2 separate regions of the Ovis aries genome follow, and region 2 is linked to region 1. The links are chromatin contacts, called in public Hi-C maps. All regions are on one chromosome and are shown on one strand. Each heading gives the region's core, a stretch centred on a gene start, on an enhancer-like site or on the middle of the called end of the contact. The rest is flanking DNA. Distances are from core to core; before and after follow the strand shown.

What was found. A called contact is a pair of places that touch in the nucleus more often than the background predicts.
Region 2: a contact with region 1 is called in a Hi-C map of omental adipose tissue, with 4 times the contacts expected there. The contact joins two enhancer-like sites. A contact is called at or near these places in 6 of 16 Hi-C or Micro-C datasets (blood, liver, muscle and 2 more).

The regions. Positions count from the first base shown.
Region 1 is chr3:28,261,653-28,266,189 of ARS-UI_Ramb_v3.0, forward strand. No RefSeq gene overlaps it. Among named protein-coding and RNA genes, the nearest start is that of TRNAS-GGA, 5.3 kb to the left of the region's middle. Within about 2 kb of position 1,254, at least 13 of the 54 cell types and tissues checked have an H3K27ac peak or open chromatin away from gene starts, as enhancers often do.
Region 2 is chr3:28,492,851-28,497,003 of ARS-UI_Ramb_v3.0, forward strand. It overlaps HS1BP3 (HCLS1 binding protein 3), which reads right to left. Exons shown (of 7, transcript XM_027966542.3): 4 at 3,026-3,236. Among named protein-coding and RNA genes, the nearest start is that of HS1BP3, 27 kb to the right of the region's middle. Within about 2 kb of position 1,806, at least 12 of the 54 cell types and tissues checked have an H3K27ac peak or open chromatin away from gene starts, as enhancers often do.

The DNA of each region.
Region 1 (4,537 bases), core at 4-2,503:
GTGAGCGCTGTCTGTGGAGGGGACCTGGGCTGGTGGCAGAGGGTGTGAGGGATGTGGTGATACCTGGGGCATATGGCAAGGAAGACTGGCCTGCTTTTTTTGATTGTGGGTGGGGAGGAGGAGACATCAGCCAGGACTCAGGTTTGTGCCCAGAATGCATTTCCTGGAAAGGGGGTTCTGAGACAGATTCCAGTTCCACAGGTTGATTAGGTAGCTCTCTTGCCATCAGCACCCGGAGGAGGGAAGGAAAGGAAGCATGATGGGAAGATGGACAAGTGAGCCACAATGCAGCCTCAACAGCAAGCCCAGCTGACCATATGTGGATGACCCTGCAGAACTGCGCCAACCCCAGCAATGGGGCGGGGCTTTCGATTCCCACAGTGATGGTTCTTTGGATGTAGACCTCACTGGGAAAGGAGTGGGCATAGCTAAGATGGGTCCCTGCTGCTGACGATATCCCTGAGGCAGATGGACAGCTGAGGGCTTTCTGCCAGCGGCACTCCTAGCATTTGGGGATTAAACCTGTCCTTCCTGAGGGAGAGCTTGGTGGCCACGAGATGGGTACACCTCTTAGAAAAAATGGAGAATGATCAAGGAATCCTGGCAGGGCTGCTAGGAAAAGAGGGCCTGGGGAAGGTGATGAGTTCGGTTTCAGATGTGTTGAGTTTTGAGGTGTTTAAGGGACAGGTAGATGGAGAATCCAGTAGACAGCTGGGTGTATAGATCTGAAGTTCTGGAGGAATCTCAAGGACAGAAATACAGATTTAGCAGAAACATAAATGTGGAGTGGGAATCAGAGGGATCAATGGGGCAGTTGGAGGCATGGAGAGATGAAACCCAAGCTGATCCATCTGGCTGCTGCCCTTCAGAGGGGGCCTCTCAAGAGGAAACACCTGGACCAACCCAGCAGAAACCCCAGTGGGTTCAGGAATTCCCATCTTGGTTGGAGCTCTTGGAGCTGAGTGAGAGCCCTGGTTGCACTCAACCAGATAAGAGCTCTTGGTGGCTGGTGTACAAGTCAGGTGGGAACATGGACCATGTGGTGGGAAAGAGCGCTGCCCAGGGGCGGAGATGCCCACATGGAGACCTCTCCTCTTCAGCTTGCTCCATCTCCTGTGTCCTCCCCCACCCCAACCTCCTCTACCCTCCTTTGCTTGAGGGCTTTCTGTCTCCCTTTCCCTGTCCCTTCCCTCTCACAACTCTCTCCTTTCTATCTAGTTCTCTCTCCCTCCCTCCCTCTGGGCCCACTAGAGGGCAGCAACTCACAGTCCAGACCCAGTGTCCACCCTCCCAGCCTCTGCCAGTGCTCTGCCTCTGTCTAGGGGTGAGGTTGAGGGTAGGATAGATGGGGTGAGGTAGGAACGCCATGCTCAGTAGAGGGGGCAGGGACTACTCCTCCTTCACTGCTTTACTAAAGCAGAGAGACAGAGCAGCCCACTGAACGACCTTGGACAGATGGGCTGTTTCAGGCTCAGAGAAGAGCCAGGGCCTCCTCAAGATCTCTGAGTTGACAGTCCCTTTCCCATGCTCTCTCAAGGGCTCCAGAGCCTTAGAAATTGGAACTGGGCCTTATCCCCAGTGCTCATGTCCCAGGGCGTTTTTGAAAGGATTCTTCCAGGAAATACAGGCTCTCAGATTGTCCAGGGTGTCAAAAGCCCAGGCTGGACCCCAGGCTGCTCCATCCCACCCCACCTGGAAGCCTCACCTGGGCCTGATTGCCTGGGTGTGTGAGACCCCATGTTTGAGACCCTCAAAGTCTCCTTGTGGCCACAGATCAGAGGGGCTGCGTCTGAGCATGGTCTGGCCAAGAGAAACTAAGTTTTTCCAGATGAAGGGGAAAATATGGAATGCTATGGGGGGAGAGGGGGCGTCCTGGGAGGAAACCCCTGCAACAGAGCACTTACTTGGGGTCAGGCCCCAACTGCAACCCATGCCCCTCCCTCAACTCGCCTATACCATACTTATATTCATGCACACATCCATACATGCAGACATACATGCACACACACACGTACACATGCATGCATACACACATGTACACACACGTGCACACATAGGCCAGCTTCAAAGCTGTGACCACCCAGGGGCACCTCAGCTCCTCTGGGCTCTGAGAACAGCCCTCGTCAAGAGGAGTTTGAGGACCCGGGTCTGGGAGGCCAGGGCCTTTGGTAGCAAGTCACGGCCCCTGACCAGCATCCTGCAGATCCCTGGATCCTGGGGTCACTTTTTTCTGGGCTCAGCCACACCAATCTGCAGAACTAGTCCATTCCTCCTGCTTTAGCTGAGCTGACATGGCTGGCTCTGTAGCTCCTATTCCTTCCAAAAGAAGGTGGAAGCTCAGCAAGAGGCAAGGTCTAAGAAACACCACTTACAGAAGACATACCACTTCCCTGGCTGGAGCGTGAGAAGGCCAGCAATAGAGCTTCCGGTGGCTGGCCTTGGCATAACTGCGCACGTGGGCCAATGCAAGGCCAGCCCCTCTCATCCACGATTCCACAAGCCCGACTGCTTTCATTTCAGCAACAGCCATGATGTCCCTGATGGAGAGTTGGGCCCTGAGGTTTTGTGGGCATCTGGTTTCACCAAATTTCTCTCTCTCTTCATTTTTCAAAAATTTGTCTCATTTTGGTTTTTCTTTTTTCTTTAAATTTGCCAAAACAGAATAAGTGTTTGTTTCTCTAGTAGCTGGCCCACCCTTCATCAGACTCTGCCATCTTCCCCTTAAAGTAGCACAGAATAGGGGCCCCCTGGCCTGCTGAGATCCTGCTTGTTTGTCAGCGGTGAGGGTAGCACTTGCAGATCTTAAAGCAATGTCTTTGGTAACCTCGAACTTTCTGGATTTCCCAGGTGGCGCTAGTGGTAAACAATCCGCCTGCCAATGTAGAAGAAGCAAGAGATGTGGGTTTAACCCCTGGGTCGGGAAGATCCTCTGGAGTAGGGCATGGCAGCTCACTGCAATATTTTTGCCTGGAAAATCCCATGGAGGAGCCTGGTAGGAGCCTGGTAGGCTACGGTCCGTGGGGTTGCAAAGAGTCTAACACGACTGAACGACTGAGCACAAACGCACAAGCTTTCTGAATGTTCTCTAGCTCTCATTTCAAGAATAAGCTTGATATACTCACCACAGAGCTTCTCGCTCAAAGAAGAAAAGCTTCCATTCAGTCCATGGCTGCTGCTTCCACAAGGCTTCTAGCCAGAGGGACGAAGAAGGACAGGATGTTCCACCCAGACTGAAGGTGGAGAGCTGAGCTCTCTGGCCCAGAAGTATATAGGGAGGATAACAGAGAGATAAAAGAAACAAGAGGTTGGGTGTGTGTGTCTGGACTTCCTCTTCCTATCTCCATATCAGATGCGGGAGCTATATCAGTTCAGTTCAGTTCAGTCACTCAGTCGTGTCCAACTCTTTGCGACACCATGAATTGCAGCATGCCAGGCCTCCCTGTCCATCACCAACTCCCAGAGTTCACTCAGACCCATGTCCATCCAGTCAGCGATGCCATCCAGCCATCTCATCCTCTGTCGTCCCCTTCTCTCCTGCCCCCAATCCCTCCCAGCATCAGAGTCTTTTCCAATGAGTGAGCTCTTCCCATGAGGTGGCCAAAGTACTGGAGCTTCAGCTTTAGCATCATTCTTTCCAAAGAAATCCTAGGGCTGATCTCCTTCAGAATGGACTGGTTGGATCTCCTTGCAGTCCAAGGGACTCTCAAGAGTCTTCTCCAACACCACAGTTCAAAAGCATCAATTCTTCGGCACTCAGCTTTCTTCACAGTCCAACTCTCACATCCATACATGACCACTGAAAACCATAGCCTTGACTAGACGAACCTCAGTCAGCAAAGTAATGTCTCTGGTTTTGAATATACTATCTAGGTTGGTCATAACTTTTCTTCCAAGGAGTAAGCGTCTTTTGATTTCATGGTTGCAGTCACCATCTGCAGTGATTTTGGAGCACAAAAAAATAAAGTCTGACACTGTTTTTACTGTTTCCCCATTGATTTCCCATGAAGTGATGGGACCAGATGCCATGATCTTCGTTTTCTGAATGTTGAGCTTTAAGCCAACTTTTTCACTCTCCTCTTTCACTTTCATCAAGAGGCTCTTTAGTTTCTCTTCACTTTCTGCCATAAGAGTGGTGTCATGTGCATGTCTGAGGTTATTGACATTTCTCCCAGCAATCTTGAGTCCAGCTTGTGTTTCTTCCAGCCCAACATTTCTCATGATGAACTCTGCATGTAAGTTAAATAAGCAGGGTGACAATATATAGCCTTGACGTACTCCTTTTCCTATTTGGAACCAGTCTGTTGTTCCATGTCCAGTTCTAACTGTTGCTTCCTGACCTGCATACAGATTTCTCAAGAGGCAGGTCAGGTGGTCTGGTATTGCCATCTCTTTCAGAATTTTCCACAGTTTATTGTGATCCACACAGTCAAAGGCTTTGGCATAGCAATAAAGCAGAAATAGATATTTTTCTGGAACTCTCTTGCTTTTTCGATGATCCAGGAGATGTTGTCAATTTGATCTCTGGTTCCTCTGCCTT
Region 2 (4,153 bases), core at 556-3,055, 230 kb after region 1:
TGAAAAAGCAGAGTATAAAAGGCATGTGTGCTATGTTTGCAGTTATGCGGATCAGCCTGGGACAGGGATGCAAAAAAAAAAATCTGCAAACAGCACAGTGGCTGGGTGGTGAGGGTTTTTTTTTTCCTATCTTGAGGCACTTTCTAATGGTCTAGTAATGCCTCTTTCCCTAATCAAAACCAGGTTTAACAGACAAAGGAAAACCAGGCTTTGTGCCACGGCGCGCACCCTCCCAGCAGCCCTGCAGTGGAGCAACAGCGCCCCACGGTGGCCATGGCAGGAAGGGCCGACACCTGGAAACGGAGAGCCAGAGCCTGGCCCAGATGGGCGCTCAGGGTGGGGTGGCTGGGAAAGCAGAGATGCTGCATCCACAGAGGAACTGAGAGCACAGGATGGAGAAATGAGCACGCAGAGCACATCACTCCTGCAAAGATCAGAGTGTTCCTCACCGCAGGGTGGGGTGGGCCGCACTGCACCAAGAGGGTTAACAGGCCCACCTGGGGGTCCCAGGAGAGGCCTGACTTCAAGGCAGGGCTCTGCCACACCTAAGGCTCTGGCCAAGCGCCCTCTCAGCTCTGTCCTCTATGTTCCCATCTGTGAAAGGGGGGTATAATCCCAGGGCTCTGCTGGAAGACTGGATCGAGGGCCAAGACAGGGAGGTGGCATCAAGTCCTAACTCTGCCATTTGGGGCTGAATGAATGTGAATGAATCACCAGACCCCAAACATCAGGCTCTTCATACACAGAATGGGCCTGATGCCAGGGCCAGCTTCCTAGGGCACCATTTCCCAAGCCAGATCCACAACGGATCCGGAAAGCAATGTGGTGAGTCATGACCTTTAAAAAAAAATAGAAAATATCTATCCATGTGAAGGCTAATCAATTCCTGGCATTTAATACATTCTCCAAAAAAAAGCTAGTTGTTATTATTCCCAATGGAGGCAATAGCACTGACTATTATCACATTGCTTAAGAAAAGACTGACAGAAGGTCAAAAGACTCCGGGATTTCTTTCAGGTGCTCAGCTCTCCTTGGATTCAGGAAGGAGGCCCATGAGTGCAGAGCTGGGGATGGCACTGGGGGGCCGAAGTGGGGGTGACAGTCAGTACCTTGCCCGACAATCTGCTACTGAAGTAAAAGCAGGAAATTAAAGGCAGCCCTTGCCAACCCCAAAGAGCATTTTCCTACCCCAAAACGGAGCAGTTTTACTAAGCACATCCTTCAGCCAAAGGCTGGCACAAACCACGCAAGCCGATCTCAGTCTGAGGGCGAGCAATATGCAGTTACTCAGAACAACAGACAGGATGAGTTCAAACAAATACAGCCCAACACGGCCCTCGGGCTGCCCAAGGCTGATAATGAACTTCTCCCAATATGATCTCACTGTCGTTCCCTCAGGGACACTGACCTCCTCCCAGGTCAAGGCCAGCATGAGGGGCTGGGAGGAGCCTGACTCCTGGGCACCAAGGAGCTGCAGGGCCTCCGGCTCTTGTCTCCCATCTCCCTGAGCACCTGGGATCTTTCTCAAGTCTGGCTCCTTGGCCCCGCTAGGCTGGCCTCACAGTGACCCTGTGACCACATGTCCCCATGCACCCACCCTCACTGTCACACAGGAGAGGAAGCCCTGCCAGCAGTGGGCAGAGCTCTCTGGGCCGCACTTTTCATGCTGTTCAAGTTGAACTTGCCTCTGCCTCATCTCTCTTCGGCTCTAATTTCTTTCTGGAACAGGACTTGCCAGACGGGCAGAGACAACGTCACCCTGGGTCTGCAGTCCAACTCTGCGGAGGCGGAGAGGCAGAAAGACGGGGCCGTGACATCTAAGCCACTTACCCTACACGAGAGCCCCAAGAGACCGGTTGCCATCACTACCCTGTGCTTCCGCTGCAGAAAACTGGCGGAGAGGGATAAACTGCCAGGACTCCAGCCCAGGCAGTTGGCTCCGAGGTCTCGGACAGGATTCCGAGCTCCATTTGCATCCCAGCACCACTGTTCCCCAGTCCCCTGACCGCGGGCAAGGCATCCGGCCCCTGCAGACGCCAGTCTCTTTAACGTGTCAAGCGACGTGACAATGCCTGCTTGCGGGGCGAGCTGTCAGTGAGATCCGGGAGACAAAGGGCGTGGTACACCACCTGGTGCACAGTAGGTGCTCAAAACCAACAGTTCCCACCTTGCTTCTTGCTCATTTCAGCCAAGAAGTGAGGGTGCTGGGGGAGGTGGTGATGGTGCTGAGTCTGTCTGGCTCCCCTGTCTCCTTCTGGTTGGGAGGTCCTGCCCACCGCCTCAGCCGGTGCCCGCTGGAGGGGCCTGGGAAGCTGAAGTCTTGCTCTCTAGTCTCATCTAGCCTGCAGCCCCTCCCCCACCTCAGGGGGCTCACCATGGGGACTCACGGGCAGCTCACTGATTAGCTGAAGGAAGTCAGAGGGCCAGGAAAGGAGATGGAACAGGAGGGTGCCAGAATCAGGACAAGCGGCCTTCAAGACCACAGCTAGCTGTCTCTTCTTCCCCAGTGCACGTGCATGTGCACGTGTGTTCACGCATGTGCACACAGAGGGAACCACAGTCTACACAGGGCTTACTCTACCTCCTTCCATCACTCTCAGCCTTAGGGGTCATCAGTCCCCTCCAGCCTTACCTGGAGGCAGGGTCAAGGTAAACAGCCCCACCTTCAGGGCAGTGGAGCCCCGGCCACGCGAAGCAAGTCACAGGCTCCATGATGAACTGGACAGAGAACCCAGGCCTCCTGGGCTGGGTTCAGGATGCCTGGGCTGCTGAAGTGTCAGGGTTGGGGTGGCAGCCTGCCAGGCCTCTGTAGAATGCTGGGGGCCCACCCTGTGACCAGGGAGGGGCAGGCGATACCTGGGCCCAGCCCCAAAGACCCAGGAGATGTTGAGGATGAACAGAGAGCCAGTCTCCCTGAGTACTCAGCGATGATCTAGGGAGATGGGTTTTCTCCGACCCCCAGGAGAGAGGGAGGAGCCCGGAGCAAGCCAGATGGGGGGCGCCCCACCCAGAAGGGGAGACGTACCGCATGATGCCCAGAGGGTCCAGGGCCTCCTCCTCCTCTGAGGATTTCCCTGCATCCCCATCCTGGTGGCCCAGCGTGGGGAGTCCCTCATCTTCCACTTGATCCTGCTGCTGGAAGAAGTCCAAAGCATCCTCGTCCCCTGCTTGGCTATCTGTGTCCAGTACTGAGACATCCCTGCTGCCGACATCCACGGCCCCGGGGGACCTGGTGCCTGTGGAGGGAGACAGAGATGGTGCCTGGCACCTCCTGGCACTCAAGCTCCTGCACCAGCACCCAGGGCTGGAAGCCTCCTGACGCGTCCTGGGACTAGGATGGCAGGTCTGTGTGGGTGAGTGTAGAGGGGGAGATCAGCAAAGCGTGGGGTGCCGAAGTTACAAGCGGGAGCCTCAGAAGAGAGACAGCAGTTCCTCAACCTCTGTAGCCCGGGGCCTGTCAGGACTACAGACTACAGTCCACAGGCTAATGGGAGACCAGACAGTGTCTGGGGTCCTCACAGAACAGCTCCGGAAACGACGGGCATGTGGTGGGGCACGTCGGGGAGCTCTGCCTAGCCAACCACTGATGAGACCTGCTCCGAGGGTCTGGACTATGAACTCCATGAGGCACAGTGAGCAGGTAGAAGATTCCAGAACAAACTGGGATGGCGTCACCACAAACTAGCTTACGTAAGCACTTCTCAAAGCGTGGTCCACCGGCGGGTGTCCACAATGAGACAACTACAGAAACGGGGAACAAGATCCAGAAACTTCCATAGCACCTTGGAATGCTTGTTGGCGACAGATCGGGAATAAAAAGTTAGCCCTTCCCCCACTGATGGTTTGAGAAGCATAGGTTTAGAATGCTTGTTTAACTCGATCCAGTTACTGAACAGCGTATTTTTGAAAGCAGTGAACTTCTAAGATGTATCACCCTGTGGGTAAAGAACGCATCAGCATGCCACAGAGTGCCTGGCACACAGGATATAACATGTACACTGATATGACATGCGGAACTAAGTGGTATTGATTATGTCATATTACGTTATGCTTTGTTATTTTATTAAGACAAATGTAAAATCCCTTGCAAAATCTCACGACCCTTCCGTTTCATGGGGTAAGCATCACACGAAGAACATTTTTACAGGTAGGC